2 separate regions of the Mus musculus genome follow, and region 1 is linked to region 2. A link is a contact called in public HiChIP or PLAC-seq data. All regions are on one chromosome and are shown on one strand. The core of a region is the stretch at or near the end of the contact, and the rest is flanking DNA. Distances in the headings are between cores, read along the strand shown.

Evidence for each region. HiChIP or PLAC-seq counts read pairs in DNA pulled down with a chosen protein or histone mark.
Region 1: a contact with region 2 is called in an H3K4me3 HiChIP or PLAC-seq map of embryonic basal ganglia, with 4 times the contacts expected there. The contact joins two enhancer-like sites. A contact is called at or near these places in 2 of 39 promoter capture datasets (cranial neural crest and pre-B cells) and 1 of 115 datasets of contacts at active chromatin or transcription factors (embryonic basal ganglia).

What each region holds. Positions count from the first base shown.
Region 1 is chr1:137,833,095-137,840,526 of GRCm38.p6, reverse strand. No RefSeq gene overlaps it. Among named protein-coding and RNA genes, the nearest start is that of Gm4258, 62 kb to the left of the region's middle. Within about 2 kb of position 2,011, at least 17 of the 459 cell types and tissues checked have an H3K27ac peak or open chromatin away from gene starts, as enhancers often do. A contact at or near this core is called in embryonic basal ganglia, where this site is marked.
Region 2 is chr1:137,373,669-137,381,063 of GRCm38.p6, reverse strand. No RefSeq gene overlaps it. Among named protein-coding and RNA genes, the nearest start is that of Gm34244, 24 kb to the right of the region's middle. RefSeq lists an enhancer at 1,582-2,911. Within about 2 kb of position 2,288, at least 40 of the 459 cell types and tissues checked have an H3K27ac peak or open chromatin away from gene starts, as enhancers often do. A contact at or near this core is called in embryonic basal ganglia, where this site is marked.

The sequences.
Region 1 (7,432 bases), core at 762-3,261, 460 kb before region 2:
TTTTTTATTCATTTACCTGGTCATGTTCATTTTGAGGACATCTGATCTAAGTTTGTTGTCTGAATGTTTCTCGTATTCTCCCTTATATCCCTATGTTCTGCCTGCTAGTCTTTCTGTAGTTTTATCTTTTGTTTGTGTGTTTGGTTGGTTTTTGTTTTGTTTTGTTTTTGTTTTTGTTTTTGTTTGTTTGTTTTTTCGAGACAGGGTTTCTCTGTGTAGCCCTGGCTGTCCTGGAACTCACTTTGTAGACCAGGCTGGCATTGAACTCAGAAATCCGCCTGCCTCTGCCTCCCAAGTGCTGGGATTAAAGGTGAGTGCCACCAACACCCAGCAGCTTTATCTTTTAAAGATAGGTAGGAGTGTTGTTTTGATCACAGGATATTCTTTTCCTTGTCCTTCTCTCTCTAAAATACAATAGATATTCTAAAAACTTCCACAGTTCAATGAAGTGCTTCTCCCAAACAAATGAAGGTTTGAAGCCAACGTATAAGGGGGAAAGGTTTGGAGTATGGCCTCTATTTTGTGTATTTTTTATTAATTTATTGGGTGTATGAAGGGGGTGTTTACATAACTAATGTTTTGTTGGCTGACGTTCTCCTATTGAACAGCTTTGGCAACCTCATCCTGGAGTGGAAGAGGGGTTCGACTCACTGGAAATAATTGTCGTCCCACTTTCCCTGTAACCCTGGAGAGAGCAAAGTATTCATAATTTAACTACACTCATTTCATACAAAGAGAAAAAGTTAAGGAGGACAGTGACATCTGGAAAGAACAAAGCCAGCTTTAAGGACGCAATGTATGGGGGTGGTATTTACACAGAATCATATTCTGCTCTTTTCCTCCACGTGATGCATGTTTTTGTGTCTTATAAAGTTTATCCTCAAAGGAATTCAAATTCACTTTTTCTGTTTTGGATTTTATATCAACTTAGGCTACATTTTCTCGTTCTTACGCTAGGATTTTCCAGACAGTGAGGGAAAAAAAATGCTTAAATGTTCTCATCTGGAATGCTGCTGCTGAGTTCATCTTTCCACAGTTTCCCTGACATCTGTAACCAGATCACACCAAACCAGGCTGTGCTCCAGCACACATGCAGCAGACAGGGTGAACAGAGACAGTATGGGCTGGCCTGTGTCCCTTATGACTTCCTCTGCCTTGGTTTGCAGTTAGACCCATTCCCACTCCCCCTGGTTGGCAAATAGATCAACTAGAAGTGTCTGCTGTCTTCTGTCTGAGCAGACACAAAGCATGCTTTTCTGGGGTTCCTCTTAAGGCACTGCATGTTAGAAAAGGCCCAGAGTACATTTCTTTAAAATTTCAGATTTCTAGAGAAATAAATAGAGAATGACAGGGAGGGAGTGGTAACCTGGCACATCTTGTTTAAAATATTTAACAGAAGAAGCCTCCTAGGGAGCTGTCCATTGAACACTCCATTTCGCTTTGTGAAGTGAATGTTTTCTCTGGCTCCAAATTTGTGTGATTCTTAAATGTTCTCATGGGTTGAAAGGAAAAAACAAAAGGAAAAAGAAATAAGGGTTTGAATGTATATTGACTAGCCATGACTGAATTGTCTCTGTTAATTACAAAGAAAATATGGATGGTTTTTTTTTTTGTTTGTTGTTTTGTTTTGTTTTATTGTTTCTTTGGCTTGGATTTAAAACCCTGCCTTGTTCCCTTTAGAGATTATAATGCCTGGGTAGGTTTTATCACGATTCTTTTAAGAACATCAGAAAAGGAACCTTAGATTTATGCCACAGTTTTTTTTTTTTTCTTTTTTTTCCTCTTGTCTGCGTTTGTCTGATTTTGGAGAGCTATTCACAATAGCGAGAAAGCAGTTACGTCTTTGAAAAGCACAAAATAAATCCCATTCACCCGAGTGAGTAATTGCTCAAGGTCATCCATTCGTTGTCTTTATCTTGATTGGTTGAATTAGTAGCTAATAATGGTGTTGAAATGTGAATGAATTATTAGCGATGGGGCATATTTTGGGGAGTGTCAGGAAATATTCCAGGGCAATTAAGGTTACCCAATAGCAAGGCCGTGTTCCCAGCAGCTGTCTCCTAATCACTATGTTTAAAGACCACGAGGCTTACACTAAGATTATAGCTTTTATATTGTCTGCCTTTAGAAGTCATATTTGGGGTTTATTCAGTGCATTCACTTGCCCTTGCCCTTTCCATCCGAGGCTGCCACTTGCACACTGATTTAAACAGAGTTTTTTATGAATTAAAATAAGCATCAGCAGAGAGTAGTACACAATCTAGATACTTTACAGGCATGGAAGGATTTCAAATGACTACTGCTAAATAGTTTGCATGCTTTTATGTATTTGTTTCTCATTGTTTAATTTATGCGGTTCAAACGTTATTAGATAACAAATAGTCCACAGCCTGGAACTCCTGAAGTACTATTTCAATTGTTCATACTTAGCAATGTGATAGGAAGAATGTGTACTGCTAGTTTCTATTCGTCTGCACTCACCACACATTTGATTTCTCCTTTCAACGCTAGCCTGCGTCAGAATTGGCTTTGCTTCCTTGAGTTTTAGAATTTTTAAAATTAATGCAAGAAAAATTCTCCACTAACCCCATCATAAGTATTTTTGATTTGCAGACAGAAGCCTAGGGAATAGCAACACTGAGGGAACTGACTGTGTCTGTCCTGAGCACATGGGACTTGGTTAGTGCAGGACAACTCTGTTGGGAAACACTCCTGGTTTCCACTTGCTGATAAAGGGGACAGAAGCAGACCAGAGGAGCTGTCCCAATTACTCACAGGTGAATTCAAGATTGTCATTTAATGAGTTGTGAGGGACAATGAACATGAGTAGTCACTAGGAGACCACTCTTGCAATTAAGTCATATGGCAAGCTAAGCGAAATAGAATGAGAATAATGAACAGATCCACAGCTTATAATTATTAAGATTTCCCACTTTGTATATTTTACAGGAACCAACAGATTATCTTGCTAATAAAAGAACGACTATCTGTATGCTTGGATTTTGTGTGGTGGTATGGGGTTGTAGGTATGTGTTCATGTGTTTGTGGTTGTGCCTCCACACGTGGATGATCAATGTTGGATTTCTTTCTCAATTGCATTCTACTTTATTTTGGGGGTAGAACCTCTCACTGAAACTGGAGTTCACTCATTTAAGACTAGCTACCCAGGGAGACCTAAGGGTCCTCCTGTCTCCATCTCCATACCATCCCTCACTGATGAGATCATAGGCATACATTGTCATACTCAGTTCTTTAGATCGTTGCTGGGGATATGAATTCAGGTGTAGGGGCTTGCACAGTAAGCACTCTGTTGGCTGAAGCTATGTCTGCAATCCCAAGTCTTGGCTATTCATTCTATATTTAATTTTTCATTATAACATGCCACATCCTTGGACTACTTCAGGAATCAATGTGATTGGAGAAATGAAGACAAGATATATAGAAGAACTGATGGGGTGTAATAGGCTCTCTGTTGGAAAAAGTTCAGGACTAGCAAGCTAAGCCTGTTTATTATATACAGCTGAACAAGGAGGAGCGACTATTATATACAACTAATTAAGGAGGCAAGGCTATGTGTAACTAAATCAATGGGAAAGATTCAGCTAATCTTGGTAGGAGCAGTCTCTGTAGGGTAGAAGTCTTCAGGCCATTAACATCCTGGAGGAGAAAGCAGCCTGGGTGAACATTTTCTGCACACACTAGCAGTATTCACACTCAGACCAGGAGGGAAGGCTTTGCAATTTCCCTGAGTCTAACCTGTGGAAAGCATTGCCACACCCATGGGGATGAGGTACTGAGGCCCTTGACTAAGCCATGGCCATGTCAAACAATATCCCCTCTCCTCCTCTCCTGTCTCCTCCCTCCTCTCTCCTCTCCTCTCACACAAATTCACACACACACACACCCCAACAACTTTTAATTCTTAGAAGAATTTTTTCTATTATGTGCTCTTTAAAATTAACTATTAAATTCTAACAAAACGTGGGTATTAGAGGCAATAAAGAGAAATATATAACTTAAATATAAATTATATATAATTATTGTCAAGAAAATAAAACAGAGAAGGATATTTGGTTTATGTTGTCTATTTGTTTTTGATTATAGTTTCTTTTGTTGTTTCTTTGTTTTTTTTTGTTTGTTAGTTTTTGGTTTTTCGAGACAGGGTTTCTCTGTGTAGCCCTGGCTGTCCTGGAACTCACTTTGTAGACCAGGCTGGCATTGAACTCAGAAATCCGCCTGCCTCTGCCTCCCAAGTGCTGGGATCAAAGGCGTGTGCCACCACACCCAACTGTTTCTTTTGTTGTTAATTAGCAGGATCTCATAGATAACTAAAATGCTTAAGGTTGAGTGAAATGAGATGAAGGAAGACTATATAATAAATCTTTTTTTTATTTAATTGTAATAAAAGTACTTTTTTAAAAAACATAACCTTGAATAATACCCATCACCAACAGCACCGAGTTTCTGTTGTGGGTTATTAAAATGAGAACTTCTTAGAACACTATGTTCAAATGTTTAACGTATCTGCTTTCCTCCTATCAACAAAATCATAGCAATGCTTATTTAAATTACATTCCATTTTATTCTCCCTCCTTTTGGAAATTTGCCATGTATAGTTCACACCTGAAATGAGTTATTTATTAAGATACACATCCTTGCATAATTAATTTTGTTTGAATTGGACATATATTTATAACCCTTTTTCTTGAAATGTTACATCATGAGCATTAAATCATCTATAAAAATTCTTGATTAATATCTGCAGGAAATTTCTCATTATTTTGTCATTTTGCCTGCTTCATGGAGATACTCATCCCTTGGCCTTCATGCTTTGAGCTGTCTGGACCAACCACCAGCAGCCTGAGCAACTCCCTTCACTCTTAGTCCAGAAATTCTTTTCAGTTCTTTTTATTTTATTTTATTGCTTATTTTTTCTTTTCTATCATTGGATATTTTCTTTACTTACATTTCAAATGTTATCCCCTTCCTCGGTTTCCCCTCTGGAAACCCCCTATCCCATCCGTCTTCCCCTTCTTCTATGAAGGAAATCCCCAACTACCCCATCCCAACTCGTCACCCTGGCATTTCCCTACACTGAGGCATCGCGTCTTGACAGGACCAAGGGCCTCTCCTCCCACTGATGCCCAATAAGGCCATCTTCTGCTACATATGTATCTGGAGCCATGGGTCCCTCCTTGTGTATTCTTTGGTTGGTGGTTTAGTCCCTGGGAGCTCTGGGGGGTCTGATTGGCTGATATTCTTGTTCTTCTTATGGAGTTGTAAACCCCTTCAACTCCTTCAGTTCTTTCTCTAACTCCTCCATTAGGGACCCCATGCTCAGTTCAATGGTTGGCTGAGAGCATCTGCCTCTGTGTTTGTCAGGCTCTGGCAGAGCCTCTCAGGAGACTGCTATATCAGGCTTCTGTCAGCAAGCACTTCTTGGCATCCACAATAATGTCTGGGTTTGGTGACTGTATATGGGATGGATCCCCAGATGGGACAGTTTCTGGACGGCCTTTCCTTAAGTCTCTGCCCCTCCACACATTGTCTAGTGAGTATGTTCCCCTTCTAAGAAGGACTGAAGCATCCACACTTTGGTCTTTCTTCTTCTTGAGCTTCAAGTGGTCTGTGAATTGTATCTTGGGTATTCCAAGCTTTTGGGCTAATATCCACTTATCAGTGAGTGCATATCATGTGTGTTCTTTTGTGATTGAGTTACCTCACTCAGGATGATATTTTCTAGTTCCATCCATTTACCTAAGAATTTAATAAGTTATTGTTTTTAAAAGCTGAGCAGTACTCCATTGTATAAATGTACCACATTTTCTGCATCTATTCCTCTGTTGAGGGACATCTTTGTTCTTTTTAGATTCTGGCTATTATAAATAAGGCTGCTATGAATATAGCATGTGTACTTGTTATATGTTGGAGCATCTTTTGGGTATATGCCATTGATGTTGAAGTCATTTTCTCTCAACACCAGTTTTCTTTATTTACTTAATTTGAGAAAATATTTTATTTTTGTCCATGAGTTTTATACTCAAGTCCATGCTGGTGCTTTAGGAGGTCAGAAGAAAGCCTCGGGTCCCCTGAAGTGAAATTATAGGTACTTGTGAACAGCCCAGTGTGTGTGTTGGAAACAAACCGTATATTCGCTGGGAGACTATTGAGTGTTTGTAACTGCTGAACCATCTCTCCAGACTCTACTCCATTATTTTCACAAAAGTAGCTTCTCTCGGAAAAGTACATTACAAAAATAGATTTTGTGTTATTGTTGTTGGCTGAGACAAGAACTCACTGTATTCTACAGAGTGGCCTTAGTGGGTAGCAATTGCCCTGACTCTCAGTCTGTCACATGCTGGGATTTTAGGATTTACTGTCACATCCAGGGTACAAAGACTTCAAGTTTTCTTCTCTGGTCTTACAAATGGAGAACTTCAAATTAATTCAATTTCAGAATTATAAATGTTCCATTCTAACTTCCATACCTAAGCCCATTTATGTGTCTAGAGTTTTTTGTTTTTGTTTTTTGTTTTTTTTTTTTCTAGAAAATGTTCACAAGCAGTGTTCACAGATTTCACAGTAACAGATGTTGGGTGTTTTTGTTTGCTCTCTACTGCCTATGATAAAACACCATGTCCAAAGCAAGTATGTGGGTGGGGGGCGGGGACAGTGAGGGGTGTTTTTCACTTTACAACTTATAAGTCCATCAGTGATGCAAGCCAGGGCATGAACTTAAGTCAGAAGCCTCGTGGCAGCAACTGAAGCTGAGGCTAGGGGTAGGGCGTGGTACTTCTTACTGGCTTGCTTTCTATGGCTTGCTCAGCCATGCTTTCTTGGAAAACCCTGGACTATGTGCCCAAGGGTGGCATTGTCCTCAGTGGGCTAGCACACTTACATCAATCATTAAACATGAAAATGCCCTATATACTTGCTTACAAATAATCTGATGAAGACATTTTCTTCACACAGGGTTCCTCTTCCAGGATAAACTGTAGCTTGTTTCAAGTTGCCAAAACCCAATACAGAGAGATGTGTTTTTATTTTCTTTTTGATCCGTTATTTTGTTGGCTTTCCAATGTTCATTTTTTATTTATTATTCAACAGATATTATTGAATGCTGTAAACCTGCTGTGTTGTCTGAGCCCTAGAGGCATAATTTGTAACACTGATTGGATGAATAAAATCAAGTTGTAAGCATTTATACAGCTGCACAGCCAGACTCTGCTAAAGCCATGTCTCAGGACATAGTGTCATTATGTTTCCTATCTGAATTGTTAAAAAAAAACAAATCACTACAATGCAATCATATTACTCTTGATATTAGAAACCACCAACATACTTTTCTTAAGTGTCAAACAAAAATGAACACACCTGTAGACAATAAAGAATGACCTGCAATTACCTCCAATCACTCAGGAATTATACAAAC
Region 2 (7,395 bases), core at 1,039-3,538:
AATAGTTATTGGAGAATAAAGGGCCATGAATTTGAAGGAGAGAGGGGAAGCTTTTATGGAAGAGTATGGAGGAAAGAAAAAGAAGGGAGAAATGTAATTAATGTTTTAAAAAGAAAAATAACCATTTTACTCTCCCAGTAAATTACTTGCTGTAACCATTGAGTAGCTATGTCTGGTAATATCACCAAGAGAGAGACAATCAGATATGTTTTGCCTTCTAGTAGAATAGCCTATCTGTAAGTTGGTCTTGGAAAAACCAAATCAAGCATAAATCTGATCAAAACTCTTGGCCTAACTACTGATACACAAACAAAATCCAAATATATACTACATAGAAGGAAGGAAAAACTGCTCAAACACATGAAATGACAGAGCTTTCTTTTCAACAAGAAGAAGAAGCAGAAAATAAAAGAGAATGAAAGAAAAAGAAAAGTAGAAAAGAAACAAAATATAAAAGAAATTCTATTCTAAGTTTCTGGGCTAATATTCACTGGATATTAGCCCAGAAACTTAGAATATCCAAGATACAAGATACAAAGCACATGAAACTCAAGAAGAACCAAGACCAAAGTGTGGACACTTTGCCCCTTCTTAGAACTGGGAACAAAACACCCATGGAAGGAGTTACAGAGAAAAAGTTTGGAGCTGAGATAAAAGAATGAACCATCTAGAGACTACCATATCCGGGGATCCATCCCATAAACAGCTGCCAAACGCAGACACCATTGCATACACTAGCAAGAATTTGCTGAAAGGACCCTGATATAGCTGTCTCTTGTGAGACTATGCCAGGGCCTAGCAAACACAGAAGTGGATGCTCACAGGCAGCTATTGGATGGATCACAGGGCCCCCAATGGAGGAGCTAGAGAAAGTATCCAAGGAGCTAAAGTGATCTGCAACCCTATAGGTGGAACAACAAAATGAACTAACCAGTACCCCTGGAGCTCATGTCTCTAGCTGCATATGTATCAGAAGATGGCCTAGTCAGCTATCAGTGGAAAGGAAGGCCCATTGGTCATGCAAACTTTATATGCCCCAGTACAGGGGAACGCCAGGGCCAAGAAGTGGGAGTGGGTGTGGGTAGGGGAGTGGGGGGGGGGGTATGGGGGACTTTTGGGATAGTATTGGAAATGTAAATGAAGAAAATACCTAATAAAAAAATTAAAAAAAAAGAAATTCTAAAAATCTGTTGCTTTAAATGGGCCCACTTAAATACTGATTTAAGTAAAATATAAAATAAATCCAAAAATGTCATTTATGAAAAACTGACTTACATGAGTCTTGGCTATTTGACACACGGAGAAATTATTCTTGATTGGGATTTAATTGATTTTTTTTATATTAATAAATAAAATTCTTATAAAGATATACCTAAACTTGGGGAGATGAAGCAAGATGATATCTGGCACCTGCTTCAAAACGTCAGACCGAAATTGGATGTGCCTTGAGCAGCAGGAAACACAAAGTGAAAGAACTGAGAAGTGCCAATCAAGTGGTAGGTCCACAGGACTTTATTATTCTATTCCCATTCATGTCTAGAACTCTTGACAGTTAATTGTTTGTTTGCCTTTCTCTACTTTCTGGTGGCCATTTTGTTCTGTTCTCCAAGATCACTGCTACAGATACCAGTGGAGTAATATCATCGGACACTTTGAAATGTTCTCCTAATGGAATTGGAGACTTGCATACCCATAAAACACCTCACTTCCCTCTTAGCCTGGCTCACATCAGTCCAACTGAGGCAAGGGACAAGGGACAATGCACTGGGGCAAGAGCAGCTGGGCTCTGGCAAAGGGTTCAGGGGAAAAAGAGCAAGAGGGAGTGGTGATTCTCCAGGAACCTCTCCTTGGGGTGTGGGGGAAAGAGAGAGAGAGAGAGAGAGAGAGAGAGAGAGAGAGAGAGAGAGAGAGAGAGAGAGAGAGAGAGAGAGAGAACAAAATCATTCACTCGTAATTTAATACACTAGTTTGACGTTTTTCTCTCTACTCTCCTAAACTCTGTGGCTGATATTTACTATGTGATCTTTGTAAAGATAAATATGTCTAAAATTGTTAAATGTTCTAATCCATTACCCTAGCCTGAGATTCAGGGTTTATTACTATGACTATGTCTTTTCTTTCTCTTCACGCAGTGGATACTCCGCTGCAGAATAATTTCTGCAGTGCAGCAAGGGCTCACAATGAAAAGCCCAAACACCGAAGGCTTCACTCTTGCATCCTTTCCCCCTTCCTTCTTCTGCATCCTTTTTTTTTTTTTAAGAAATCCCCTCCCATCTGAGGACTTACAAGGCCATTTGTCCCAGGGTGCTTTGCATAATAATGGGTCCCTTCAGTTTCCAGGCTTACAAAGACTCCAGTTGCTGAGGGAACCAGCCAGCAACAGCAACAACAAAAAAGAAAATTGCCCGTTTTTTTTCACTGAAACTGCTCTTATTCTTCATCTAATTTTTCAAGCAATTTTATCTTTTTAAATGTAAATACTTGTAAGGATTCAGAAAAGCCATCCAGTTATTAACATTTCAGGTGTAATTATTGCTCTTCAATCTCTACCTTCTCCGTGGAGCAGTCTTCTTTAGAAGAAGTATTATTACTATGCTCCTTCTTGTGTGGGCCCCCAGACATCTTCAAATAAATGTCTGTAGGTGGGACTCTCTGATTACAAAGGCTGAGTGAAATTAATGTTATTAATGTACCAAGGTGTGAGGTAGAAACTGCAACTCTCTTTCCCTAAAGAACTCTGCTGATTGCCAGTTGGAAGCTACAGATCTGCCCAAAGTGGCACTGGGATGCCTTTTACCAGATCTGGCGCTATGAAGAAAATGGGCAACATTTGTGCATTGTGGAATTGCAGAACTGTGGAGCAGCTTAACAGAGCTAATGATAGCTGCAGAGCTGTGGTGGCCAGAATCATGAGACCTGGTACATATCTGCATTTCTTTCTTCTTCTTTCTTCCTTCCTTTCTTCCTTCCTTCCTTCCTTCCTTCCTTCCTTCCTTCCTTTCTTTCTTTCTTTCTTTCTTTCTTTCTTTCTTTCTTTCTTTCTTTCTTTCTTCCTTCCTTCCTTCCTTCCTTTCTTCCTTTCTTTCTTTCTTTCTTTCTTTCTTTCTTTCTCTTCTTCTTCTTCTTCTTCTTCTTCTTCTTCTTCTTCTTCTTCTTCTTCTTCTTCTTCTTCTCCTTCTCCTTCTCCTTCTCCTTCTCCTTCTCCTTCTTTTTCTTCTTCTTCTCCTCCTCCTCCTTCTTCTCCTCTTCCTCCTCCTCCTTCTTCCTCTTCTTCCTCTACTCTTCTCTTCCTTCTCCTTCCCCCTCATTCTCCTCACCCTTCCCCTTCCCCTCCCCCTTTCTCCCCATCCCAGTGCCCCCACCCTCCTCCTCCTCCTTTTTTCCTCCAAAACACTTTTAGGAAAAAAGAAAAATGTGGCTAGGAGCTCAGCCTCTTAGTTGCTGCCATTGAAAACCTTGCCTCATAAAGAAAGCTTCCAAGAAATTACCAAATGCTTTCTGTTTCTTCTACACTCCACTTATAGGTAGGACAGATCTATAAAGTGACCTTCCAAGGGCTTTTTGACACATTGTCTAAAGCCCTTCAGAAGATGCAACCTTTGGGGTGCAAGTGATTGTTGACAGGTAGCAACTTAGGAGTTAAAATTCCAGGAGTATTTCTAGTTCTCCCAGCTTAGCCAAATTTAGAAAACTTGAATCAGTGAAGTACGTTCATCCCACATCATTCATTCATTCATCCATTCATTTATTCACTGTATGGATCGGTCCAGAGAATTTACTGAGCATCTATTACGTGGTATAATCACTATGTTAAGTGTTGGTCATATAAAAGGAAAAAATCATCCTGACAATTCAGTCTAGGGAGGATTCAGCGGTGCTTCTGACAGTCAGGGAAAAATAAAAAGTATTTCTTGGCAGATTTTACAGAAGGGGGCTACAGATATCCCTGACCCATAAAGAATAAGTACTCAATGAAAAGAAATCGTTTTTATGATGTGTTCTTTATGGTGCCAATGAGGCCTCTCCCTTACCCCCTACAAAAAGTCAAGTAATAAAACCAAGGTTGTAGGCTTTGATCTTCTGAGTCAAGAAATCCTATCTCCAAAAAGCCCCTGTTAACCGGGAAGGAAGTTCCCTCGTTTGCTTTTACAGGACTCTCCTGTTCCACCCCTCAACTGGTGTGAATGAAGGGATCTTATTCCGTGCGGAGGGTATGTAAGTCGTGCTGTCGAGTCCATGCCGAGTAATAGTGCATGTCGAGTAATAATAGCAAAGACTTCACTGCTTTCAGGCAGATTATGGTAGCAACTTCTGAACTCTGGTGTGTGTAAAAAGCGTGCACAACTTAAAACTCTCTTCATGTGTCAGTAATCATGCCAGATAACTTCCAAACACTGCTCTTATCAGAGATCAGCTTAAAGACTGGCATAAATCAAAATGTCTTGGTGCTACCAGATATGCCAAAGTACACATGGTCCAGGTTATCTGGTGGAGTTTTAGAATCCTAATGACTTCCACCTAGCCTTCACCTACTGAGGTCACTTTCTCACACACATTTGCCTTCTTCGGCCACCTGTTTTCTCTTGCCCTTGTCAATTACCCTGCTATGAGTTCAGTAGTGACCAGACTAAGCACATTCTTAGAGCAACAACCGCCCAGGGTCCCCAAAACTTTTTCTAAGTTATCCATTTGATATTTCAGTTGTGAGTAGCCAAGCAATTAATAGTTTTTAATAAATAAAAAGTAAAAATAAACCAAGCCCCTGGATTGTGCTACTTCCTGTGTGATCTGGCATCGTGTTTATTTTTGACTCCATGAAGGGAGGGAGGCCACCAGTGTCCTCAGTGCTTGGGACACTTTAAATGTATTAGCGTGATCCTCTGAGCTCCCTGTAAATCTAAGTCATTGAAAGGAGCCACAGAATGATCTCATGAAGGGCACAGCTCCACATGCCGGGCTCTGAGCATGATACCCTGCAGCTGAACAAAAGACCCTGGGCCAGTGGAAAACTATATTCTCAGCTACACTCTCACAGGATGCAGCTACACTCTCACAGGGTGCAGCCCTTGAGGCAGTCAGAAAGCAGCTTGCTTTCCCCTCTAGCTCTCTGTCTCCTGGCACAACTTTCCACAGTGAAGAGGCCTTAGCCCCAGCTCATGCCACACACACACACAGGATGTACAGACTGGTCTCATGGTTTGATAACTATGGAGTATCTTCCTTCTGATACGAAACACTGCAAATCTTATGGTGCATTAGATAGCGAGATAGTTTATCTCAATGCAAATTGCAAACACAGGTGAGGTAGGAGAGCACCAGCCAGCAAGGACAGCCTTCACAAACACATTTGTGCATGGGAGTTAGCCAGAGCGTGTTCAGTTGCAAACCCCAGTGAAGAAATTTCTGGGATAACACACACACACACACACACACACACACACACACACACACACACACACGGCATTCTTGTCCAATAGTCTTAGATGTCAAGCCCCTCATCCCTTCCTGGTTTGAATGTCTGCTTCCTCTCTCAGCTCTTGCTTGCATCCACAGACACTCCTTTCCTTTATGCTAACTCCGGCCCACTGCTCTTACCTCTCTGCAAACTCCTCCTTTCTTCTACCTTGGAGTTCTCTTCTAATTGCCTCTTGATTCTGATGCCAAATCAGGAAATCACGGGAAGAAAGAATGTATGTGAAAGCAGTATATTTGTCCTCAGAGAGAATAAAATGGAAGCCCTGGGGTGGGGGTGGGGGAACACTTTTTGTCCCAGCCATTTGTCATCTCACAGAGGTGAAGGCAGAGGTCTAAGAAAGTAGGTCATGATAGGCAGGTTTTATTTGGGTGTAGGTGACACTCAGAACCTGGGAACTATCATGGAAAGATGGCCACTGGCTCACGACAACCTTAGGCGCTAACAGTGATCCAGGGTGTACACCGTACCAGGGCTTCTGCAAAACAATCTTATCTTTTCCTCAGAGCAGTGTGTCAGGATGGATTTTATTAGCCTTGTTTTATGGAAGAAGAAATATACGGACCAATTTTCCACCTAAGGATATGCAGTGTTTAATGCATTAAGCTTCAGAACAAGGCCCTGACCCCTAAGTAAGGCCACTTCCACCAAGACAGGACAGGCCACAGGACAGCTGCGTGGACAGATGGAAACTGACAAATGCAGTGTCATCATCTCTCCTGCTCCACCAGCCTGAGCCAGCCTGTCCCCAGACTCTATGACCTTGTTGGCATCCGCCACAATTGGGGCTGCCCCTTGTGAGGTCAGAGTCCTTCCCTGTCTCCTTTGTGGCAAGCGGCCACTCATTCCAAGTTTGCAGGAGTTCAGGACAAGACACTGGAAGGCATTCCCCTCCTGCTTCTCCCCCTCCCCTGATTCTTATGGGAAGGTTCTCAGTTTGCTTGGGGGTAAAGAAGGTTGAAACTCCATTGTTCACTGTGACAGCTTTAAAACAAAACAAGACAAAGAAAGAAAGAGAGAGAAAAACAAAACAAGACAAAGAAAGAAAGAAAGAGAGAGAGAGAGAGAGAGAGAGAGGGAGGAGAGAGAGGGAGGAGAGAGAGGGAGGGAAGGGAAGGGAAGGGAAGGGAAGGGAAGGGAAGGGAAGGGAAGGGAAGGGAAGGGAAGGGAAGGGAAGGGAAGGGAAGGGAAGGGAAGGGAGAGAGAGAAAGAGAGAGAGAGAGAGAGAGAAAAGAAGGCCTCTGTCTTCCCCTACACCTACATACTTTGTAAAGAAAAGAAAAGAAGAGTCGTGTAGTACAGGCGCACTCATACTTTCTACACGAGCCTAGTATAATACAGTTCCATTCCCACCTGCTTTCTCTTTCTCTCTATAGCCTGCCAACAATATTTCTAATTAGGGGCTCACTCTTTCTTCTCAAAATAAGGAACGGTATAAAGCCTCGCATGTTCCACTTTTATGGAAACACACCAGTTCAGGGCATTTAGCATTCTGTTTTCCATACCAAAGTGATCTGGATAAAACCCTGGCTCACTGTATAATTAATGACCCCTTCCTTCCCCATGCTCTCAGGCGTAAGCTGATTACCAGTCTGGGTCAGAGAAAACAGTTCTCTCGTATAGGATTGCACAATTAAATGTGTTGTGAGGAATGTATGCTGTCCTTTGATCCCTCCGTCTGTGCTCCAGTGGGGGGCAGCACGCTGGGCTGGATGGGCAGTTACTGCCTTGGTGTGATCTATCCGCTGGTCCCCCATACATTCTGGAAAATGACCTAAGACCACCTGAAATTCTGATCACAAGAGTCCTTCGCATCCCAGGCAAGGAGAGCAGATGTGCACAAGGGAATAGTCTGGATTCAGCCAACCGAGACAATTTTTAACACCATGTGAAAGTTGATAGTTCTGGGAAAAAATAATAGG